Linked DNA regions of Rattus norvegicus: regions 2 and 3 are each linked to region 1. A link is a contact called in public Hi-C data. All regions are on one chromosome and are shown on one strand. Each heading gives the region's core, a stretch centred on a gene start, on an enhancer-like site or on the middle of the called end of the contact. The rest is flanking DNA. Distances are from core to core; before and after follow the strand shown.

The links. A called contact is a pair of places that touch in the nucleus more often than the background predicts.
Region 2: a contact with region 1 is called in a Hi-C map of psoas muscle, with 5 times the contacts expected there. The contact joins two enhancer-like sites. A contact is called at or near these places in 4 of 12 Hi-C or Micro-C datasets (the A7r5 cell line, the Rat2 cell line, frontal cortex and 1 more).
Region 3: a Hi-C map of psoas muscle shows a contact between it and region 1, with 2.8 times the contacts expected there. The contact joins two enhancer-like sites. A contact is called at or near these places in 3 of 12 Hi-C or Micro-C datasets (Schwann cells, mammary epithelial cells and psoas muscle).

The regions. Positions count from the first base shown.
Region 1 is chr5:115,837,368-115,840,543 of GRCr8, forward strand. The region is part of intron 14 of Fggy (FGGY carbohydrate kinase domain containing); the gene reads left to right. Among named protein-coding and RNA genes, the nearest start is that of Hook1, 100 kb to the right of the region's middle. Within about 2 kb of position 1,709, at least 8 of the 93 cell types and tissues checked have an H3K27ac peak or open chromatin away from gene starts, as enhancers often do.
Region 2 is chr5:115,114,306-115,117,481 of GRCr8, forward strand. No RefSeq gene overlaps it. Among named protein-coding and RNA genes, the nearest start is that of Jun, 100 kb to the left of the region's middle. Within about 2 kb of position 1,681, at least 88 of the 93 cell types and tissues checked have an H3K27ac peak or open chromatin away from gene starts, as enhancers often do.
Region 3 is chr5:115,236,059-115,239,234 of GRCr8, forward strand. No RefSeq gene overlaps it. Among named protein-coding and RNA genes, the nearest start is that of Jun, 220 kb to the left of the region's middle. Within about 2 kb of position 1,728, at least 9 of the 93 cell types and tissues checked have an H3K27ac peak or open chromatin away from gene starts, as enhancers often do.

The DNA of each region.
Region 1 (3,176 bases), core at 459-2,958:
AAGAATGGCAGGGCTGAGCCTTTAGCTGTGGTAACAGTGACCCTTTAACAGGCGGGGGCAGGTGAACAGGCAGCATGGCTAATCATGCGTCACTACCTCCGATGTGGTAGCGAGGTAGCCGCTTACCCTGATCTTAGTGGTTTTGCTCAGAGAACAAACAAGTTGTTTATTTGTAGGTCACTCAGATCCATTTGGCATTTAAGGGTGATTATAGTAAGTGACTGAATATGCCACTGGAATAAAAGTCCCAGTCAGAAACTGTCTACAAAGAAGGTACTCAATAAAATAAAGTCCTTACATCTTTATATTCAAAGCCTTCGGCTACCAGGCAGGCTGTGTAAACATGGGGAGAGCCTGACTGGAGAAAAGTACTAGAGAAGTATTCCTGAGAGACATTACAGCTGCAGCCATTGCCTGGTGGGAGGCTCGAGGAACATGTATGGGATCTGGCAGTTTGTCTCTGACTAGACTAAGGGGATTGGTTTGATGGAACGTCACATAGTGAAGGCAGAACTGGGAAGCATTTCAGGTCATGTGGTGTCTGCTCATGGCATCCAGGGCACATGCCACCACTTGTAGGAGATGACATCTTCCCTGGTACCAATTTTTTAAAATGAACATTTCTTTGCACACTAACTCAGAAATCAGTTTCTTCTTGGGCGTTTTATAAAACCAGAATTTATTTTATCTCTCCTGGCTGATAATGGAAACTTGGGTTCAAGACTGTGGATTTCCCAGGGCCGTCATGGGGCCTCCAGTTTGGTGGATGAATCGTGTGCAACTTTGGCTGGTCGCTTCCTTTCTAGCAGAGCAGCGTTACTGGCTGAGAAGGGTAGGCTAAGTACTAAATCTCTTTACCCGTCTGGCGTGAGCGGAGTGCTAACGTGAAGTCCCACATCAATCAAGAAGGGGAGCAGATGCTGAAGTGTATCAAGTATCAGTAAACAAGCCCACAGGAAGGCCGCTGAACTTGGCATCCTTCAATTGAAAACACACAACCTTCATGTCAGATTGCTGTGAAGTTTTATAAACTGCAGTAAGCGATATGTTTTTTCCCCCTAGCTGGACAGCTGCTACTGTTCCATGAAACACTTTTATTTGGAGATGATATGTTATATGTGCTAAGTGTTTCCAATCTGTAATTTTAAAGAATACATTTAGTGCTCAGAGTATTAGTGGTTGCCAGCCCGGAATTACAGCTTATCAAGTATCTTCCCGGGAATTATGAGGAACTTTTTATTTTCCTCGTCTGGTACCTCCTCCTTTTTACTTTACACAGTATAATTCACATAAGAAATAGCATCGTAAATAAGAGCACAGATTCTGATACCACACAAAGCTAAACTCAAGTCCCAAGTTCAGATTTCATCACTATGTATTGGACAAACCCCTTCGCCTCTCTAAACCCGTTTCCTCTCTTTGAAAACTCAGATCCTGGAGTATATACCTCATGTGGTTGTCGAAGAAATTAATTGAGACGAAACGTTCAAAATCTTTGGCCCAGTCACTGGCATGAGTCATCCCTTAATGTAGAGGACAAATTGATGTAGCCTATAGTTGATAAGGATTAGCTGACTATACAGTCAGGGTTAGCACTTTACATGTATGTATGATAGGTTCTGTTTGTGATGCCTGGGATCAAACCTAGAGCCTTGTGCCAGGGAAATGCTGCGTCACCAAGTTACTCCTGTAGCCTGGTCCTGGGCAGTCTTCACTCAGCCGCACTTACCCAGCACTGCTCTGCTCACTCCGAATTACATTGCCCCTGGCCTGGCTGATGAGAGAAAAGCAAATTACTTACTCAAGTTCACACTTTGTACACAAGTTGGAATGTTTCTATCCCTAATCCCATGAAGAAATGGAATTTCTACTGAAGAAATCCGAGCATTCGAGCATGCCAAGTAGAAGTTAGGTTAAAAGGAAAAGAAAGAAATCACAACCGTGTTCCTACCACCAAGGATCTGACAGTGAGGGGAGATCTAAAAGCAATAACCAGAAACCACAGTGTACTGTTGCATGATTGGCAGGCCCGCCAGTCGTGGACACAAGTAGGAGCTCAATGCATGGCTTCCACAGTGAGTGGCCGTGGAGGGTAGACAGAAATGTTCATTTCAGACCAAGCGGCAGAGTAGTATGATTTGTAGAGGTGCCAGTGAGAGTGACGGAATACACTGTCAGATGAGTTTAGTCTGGGGAAGGATTCCAAGTCTGCAGTACTGGAGAGAACACTGGGTCTGTAAGGAGCACAGCCTGACTGGCCTTAGGGCTGGTAGAACAGCCTCCTGTTTAAGTAAGCAAACAAAGAGTGGTGAACTGATTATTCCCCTCCCCTACACTAACAAGGTGAGGCGTAAACTAACCCAGCCTATGAATGAAAGCAACAACAAAATCTGTTAAGCCTGTGAGAGCTCCTGCAGCAGAAAGGGAGTGCCTTATCTCAGAGTTCCGGGAAAACTGCTAGCAGTTTGTTTCTCTACAGCATATCTGTGGACAAGGTACTGTGGTGCACAACAGCACACGCTAACATTTCGGTCTGGAGAAGGAATCTTCTGCGGTGCCACTGAAGGAGAGAAGTGCACAGCCTACCTTAGCTCAGTGCTGAGCCCACCTCATGCCCTCTCTGCTTCCTTGTAGCCGCCTAGCACCTTGGTCTAGAGGAGCCTGGGTTTAGAACAGAGCTGAGGAGCTGCAGTTCTTTCCACTGTGGCCAGGCCACTTCCGCCTGCTGCCATTTGCTGGAGTGGGACCTTGACGAGCCAGTGAGATAACTGCAAGAGGAGACATGTGCGAGCAGTCCTGAACTGGACGTTTAGGCTTGGCTTCCCTCCTCAGAAACAACAGACACTTTTGATTCTAACCCGCTCTAGTAGGATGGGGAGATGGGACTCTGTTTTCCAGGGCATCCTAAAACGGATAGCAGAGTAGATGTATTCCGTATGTACAGGTGATAATTATGGTCTTCGTTACTGACTGACTTAATCTGCAGAGCCATCCCCTGAAGGCTCAGTGTTGATGGCACTTTGCCAAAAATGGTGACCTGCAAACACAGTTGTTTCTCTGAGTTACCGGCAGTAGAGGTGAAGCTCAGATAAGAATGCTGATGCCCGCACTAGGCTTGGCTCACCACGAAGTGCTGAAACCCACTTCTGTAAGTTTTCTCTTGGTACACTGAGCAT
Region 2 (3,176 bases), core at 431-2,930, 720 kb before region 1:
ACTGCCTGGTTTCTTAGAGATGAAGTAAACTGTATACAGTCCCTATTCTTTAAGAACTTGTAGTCAAATAAAGAAGGAAAACACTTAAACAACATTAAAAAAAAACCTTATTGCAGCATGAAGAGTCCTCTAAGGTACCATGAAAGAGTTGGGAACATAGAAGACAAAGCATCCAATTACCTTGCCAATAAAGCAAGGAAGGTTCCAGAGAGGAGGTGACATTGGACTATAAATACATGCTATCCAAGCAGAGAAAGGGGGAGAAGGGTTTCTCTAGGCAGAGAGCACCACAGCATTGCTGCACACACCGAATGCCTGCCACCTGCTTTAAGCACTGTCTCTAATGCCTAGAATTCTGTGAACTAGGCATTACCCGGAACACTTTACGGAACAGGAATGTAGGGACACAGAGGTCAAGTACTTGGCCCATGGTTAGAGGACTGCTGAGAAAGGCCTTGAAGTCAACTCTTGTCACCTGGCTTCAAAGCCCATCCTCTTAGCCACTCACCAAGGACTGAATTGAAGACATCTGTTAGGAGTTTCTTATGAGGAGGGACACATAAACAGGAGTCAAGCCACAGGGTCTCTCTGTAGGCTTTCATGATGCGGCAGGAACTTGGACTTGCTGGATCCATCAAAGAATTAATACTGTGGTGTGTGTGTGTGTGTGTGTGTGTGTGCACTCATATATAGAGCCAAGATTTTCTCTCTCTCCTTAAGAGGCCACAGTGGAGAAAGGCAGGCCACCTTTATATACTTTAGACTGAAAACATCTGTCCACTGTAGAAACATCGTATCTTTTGTTAGTTGGATGTCAATATCTAAGTTGTTCGCTTTCTGTGTCCAACAGTCTGGGTACTCCATGAGGACATACATAGCTTTTGTCCATCCTCCCAACCCCCACCCCCACCCCCACCCCCACCCCCACCCCCACCCCCACCCCGGAGCATCCAGCACAGCACCAGGCCACAACTGGTACTTAGACATTCCCAGTGAATATTTACTGAAAACGTGTTGAGTGACTTCTGGGTTTTGATTAATTATTTAGGAAGCGAATTGTGGGTTTATTTACTTTGGTAAGTAGCTCGAATCGTGAAGTAAGAGGACATGGCTGAAGGAACTCTGAAGGTGAAAGGGACCTTTGTCTTAAATCGGTGGTTTACAAAGTACTTTCCTAAATTTGCCTTCTGGATTGTAATCCAGCTACTGCTTTCTGAGGTCATCTCATCAGTTGGGAGACAGCAAATTTGTGTCCCTATCCATTCTCAGCCTTTACCCTCTCACATCTCCTGATCTCCTTCAGTCTGTACCTAAACATTCTGAAGGAAGAAAATTCATAAACTCACAGGGCACACTGTTCCCCTATCGGATGGGCAAGGACAGTAACACTGTCACCATGTTCTGAGCTCTTCTCGGGTCCTAGGCTCGATCCACGTCACCAAATATAAAGACCAGACATTAGTTTCTTCCTGCTCTTCCAGCGCTAAGACCCACGTCCTACTCGCCTGCCCTCCACTGCTAGCCCTCACGGCCGCCACCGCCAGCCCCGCCCGCGCTTCCGCACCCCAGCCTCCCGCACCAGACGCCGGCCGCTCCTGCGCTCCCACGCCCGCGCACTGCGCTCTCCGGGCCCCGCGCTCCCACACCCGGCGCTGAGGAGGCGGGCGCCCTGGGCGAGGGCAGGGCGGCCACGTCAGCGGCGCCGGCTCGCTCCGCCCGCCGCGGGCCTCCCCATAGAAGGTAAAGCCTGGGCAGCGCCCGCGGGCGTCCTCAGGCTGGCAGCCCCGGCTGCCGGTTTCAGTTTCTGAAGAGCTAGGCCTTGAGCAAACACTGGCTGGCAGGAGGAGGGTGCTGGACGCCTTCCCAACAGATAATGTGATTCCCTGCCGCTGGGAGCCACCCACGGTGGGAAGGGGCAGCGCAGGGACCTGGCTCCTCCGCAGAACAGCAGTAGTCCTGGGGTGGGGGTAGGGGGTGGCGGGGAGGAAAGGGCTGGGGGCATCTGCGCTCGGACCCCCTCTTCTTCATCTGTAAGGTTGCTTCTTCCTCGGTGGACACTTAAAATGTTTGCTTTCTTTCTGAAAAAGAAATGAGAGAGAAAGCCAAAACCAACATGAACTCCAAAGGCAGGGCATTTCCCACTTTGGCCTTTTGGTGGATGCACAATTTTTTTTTTTTTTTTTTTTCTGAAAGGCCAGACCTATCCCAGCGGGTGACCTGCGCACATTTCCTAACTTCCCGGTCTCATTATCCTCACCCATAAAATGGGAGTAATGATACCTATCTTTTAGATACGTGCTGAGGGTTAGATTAGATAATAGATTATACATATTAAGCACTTAGTGCCTTCAATCAGCAGCAATTAACATTATTATTAATTATATTGTTATGGCGTATGACTAATCATGAGATAGATTCTTAGTGCTCCTGGGAGCATAAGTAAAAATATGCTCATTTAAAAACTTTTATTGAGGGAAGTAGTTTTATGAGGTGAATAACGAATAGCACCGAGTCAGGACATATTCCTGCATCTCATTTAGTATTTAGAGAAACTTGTAAAGCAGGCATTATGCACTCTGTACCGGTGAGGACCCTGCAGCTTCCAGAAGTAACTGGCTCACCTCATACCTTGGGTCAACATCTCATTTCTCTCTCTTTGAGGCTTGGTCTTGTATAGCCTAGACTAGTTTCTAACTCCCCAAGTAGCTTGAACTCCTAAAAAAAAACAGTCTCTCTCTCTCTCTCTCTCTCTCTCTCTCTCTCTCTCTCTCTCTCTGTGTGTGTGTGTCACACACACACGCGCATAAATGAGCAAGCATGGTCTACATGTGTGTGGGTGCCTAAGGAGTTCTAAAGATATGAACTGGAATTAAAGGCTGTTATGTGTAGCCTTGTGCTAGTTGCTGGGAGGAGAACACAAGTCCTCTGGGAGATCAGCAAGAACTCGAATCTGCTGAGTCATCCCTCCAACTCCCAGACCTGAACTCATGATCCTCCTGCCTCTTTATCCTAAGTGTTACATACCCAGATCTCTCTCTCCTCAGCTGACCACATCCCACCCCAGCAGCCTCACACCTGTCTGCCTCAGACCTCCTTTCCTTTTCGTAGTCTCTCTTCCTTCCCTTGCTCCATGCTCATCAACCTGGAGAAAACCGAGTCAAGTCTGGATGCCAGAA
Region 3 (3,176 bases), core at 478-2,977, 600 kb before region 1:
GGCAATGGGGGGAGGGTTGGGAGGGGAACACCCATAAGGAAGGGGAGGGGGAGGGGGATGTTTGCCCGGAAACCGGGAAAGTGAATAACACTCGAAATGTATATAAGAAATACTCAAGTTAATAAAAAAAAAAAAAAAAAAAAAAAAAGAGACCAAGCAGGGTTGGGGATTTAGCTCAGTGGTAGAGCGCTTGTCTAACAAGTGCAAGGCCCTGGGTTCGGTCCCCAACTCCAAAAAAAAGAAAAAAAGAGACCAAAAAAAAAAAAAAAAAAAAAAAAAAAAAAAAAAAAAAAAAAAAAAAGAGTCTCCGACTATCCTATCTGTCTCCCTGTGTGGGAGGTGGGATGGAAATCCTCAATAGAAACTCCTCTAAGGAGTAGTCTGTTCAGAAAAGACATCCTGGATTTCATCTTTCAGAAGTACCTGAACCTGGGACCAGAGAGCCCAAAAGAAACCTGATGCTATAGAGCATGTGATACAAAATCCCCATTCTCAAAGAGTTGTTACCTTATACAGGTCTGAATTGCAATCGGGGACCCTGATACCATTCTGTTCTGACAGTCACATAAGCCTGTACAGATCTGCCACTGGGCAATGTCTCATCTGTGCAAAGAAGGGGGGCAGGCTAGCTGTGACGTAAGGGCTGTGCTGTCTTAGATCTATGAAATTAGGTAAGAAGTGGGCTAGGGCTTTGAGAAGGATTCCATGTCAGGAGCTTTGCTTTCCCAGTTAGAACAGGAAACTGTGCTGTGATTGATTTCTCAATGCTCGTGGTGCAAGTGTCTGAGCTGTATGCTGATGGTACAAGCTATTCTCAGAGCTTCCTGGCCCAGGCAAGACAGGGTTTCCACTCTCAGTGTGGCCAGAGTCACATGGAAATATAGAGGACAGAAATTCAGGTCCTGAGAGTATCCACATGGGAAAGAATCTAAATTCTTTATGGTGTTTTCAGGAAAATAAGACCCTAACCTATTTCATGTTTATATTTCCCCTTTCTGGTGGTTTCTAAGCTCCCAGCACAGATTGTATACATCTGAATTCCACCAATGAGAGCAGTCAGTGTGTAACTCCAAACCTCACATCCAAATATCCAGCTACCCGGCATTTTTATGTGCCACATACCAGCATATACCTAGAAATTCTGTATGTCCCCCCACACTCACATTCCCAACTACATACTCAAGTCATTTTATTTTTCCTAAATACTCTGCATTTGTCAATCCACAGTATGGTAGGGAGAATGACACGTCTCCAGAGATATCCCAGTCCTAATCCTTGGAACTGTCAGCAAAAGGGAATTAAGGTGATACCTAGAGTTAACATTATTGTTACTGATCTGACTTATCTAGGTGTGGCAGTATAATCAAAGTCTTTTAAAAATGTAAGACACAAATTCAGCACCAGAGTGACATGATCTAGCAACTGCTACCAGCCTTGGATGGCTTTGCAAATGAAGGAAGAGGCTGTTGGTTATAGGCTATGGGTAGCTTATAGGAAAGTCAAGCAAATAATTTTTCCCAAGAGACTCCCACACACCTTAATTTTAGCCCAGTGAACTACTGTTAAACATATACCTACATAACCACAAGTCAGTAAATTTGTGTCACTTTAAACCTTGGTGTAATGGTAATTCGTTATTGCAGCATGGGAATCTGTACCCACACAGGCAGACAGATGTTTGTCTTCTGGAGCCTATGATATAACAGGCAGACACACATCCAGGGTGCCAGGGCACAGAATACGAAAGTGGCTGTCACATAAGCCCAGGATATCATGCCAACACACTGGAAAACCCCAGTCTACATGTAGATGTGGAGACAGTTTCCTCACAGAACTTCACAGGCCCGGGGCCAGCTCTCACAGAGTCTGCATATGCCAGATACCCAAAGGAATACCTGTTAGAGGGAGGGAGAGAAGAAAGAATGGAATGCTGAAAGAAAGGCCCTCATCAAGACTGCCTGTTAGATAAGCAGGGGTTGAGATGGGTAAATAGAAAATGGGGTAGAGTGTTCCAGGCCGAAGCAGCAGCTGAGGCAAGGACCTGAGGGCTATTTCGAGAACTAAACAAAGTTGACTTTGGCTGGGACACAGTGCCCCATGGGGGGCATAGGGAAAGAGGCCCAGATCATGAGGGCCTTGTCGGCTATAATTAGACATTTGGCCTCTATTCTATGTGCCATTGGCTTCCCAACCCCCTCCTCCCTCCCTTGTTTCTTTCTCTCTTCTCCTGGGTTATACTTTAACACCTTTTAAGTGGAAGGTGTTTGCCTGACCTTGTTGATAATACATGGCTCCTGCCCCAGCCCACACCTCAGTCACTTCCCTGTTTCACCCAGGTAAGATCTAAATCAGCAGTTATCATTTGGGGTAAACAATAAACACTGCATTTGTAATTACAAGCATCTGGTAGTTTATACTCTCCCTAATAGTGTTTTCTATCTGCGATCCTGCAAGTGTTTTTGAAGTGGCCCGTATATACTAAGTACCATGTCACTTAGCATTAACAGTCATGCCTAGTTGTACAATTGTTATCAATTCAGTCATAACTATTGTGTTGATAAACTTCCATGACAGTCCAGGCTACCCCCAGGCCTTTGTACTCCCCTGTGCCCAGACAGATGCCCTGCAGGGGTAACAGTAATGAGCAACACTTCCCTCTCAACTGCCAGAGGAGCTCAGCCTACAGGAAGCAGCAGGAGGAGATGCAGGAATGTAGAGCAAAGGAGCATGGGAAGGCAAGCAGCAGGAGGAGATGCAGGAATGTAGAGCAAAGGAGCATGGGAAGGCAAGCAGCAGGAGGAGATGCAGGAATGTAGAGCAAAGGAGCATGGGAAGGCAAGCAGCAGGAGGAGATGCAGGAATGTAGAGCAAAGGAGCATGGGAAGTGATCCTTTAGCTTCCCCTTTGCAGGCTTACAGGGCACCTTGCCTGCTCTAACAGAGCAACCTCTGATCAGTTGACCCTTCCTTACAAATACTATCTTTAGTTTATGGAGCTGGTCCCCCTTTTCCCCTGTGAAGACATAGATATGTAGTGGATTTCTGTTGGCAGCAAGCTGCAGGGTTCCCTTTATACCTAAGCATGCGGTCTTTTCATTAAAATGTCTTCCGGTAACTTAGTGTGAATGCTCTGCCTTCTGTTTTCGGTTGTAATCATACTGTTGACTCTTTAAAATA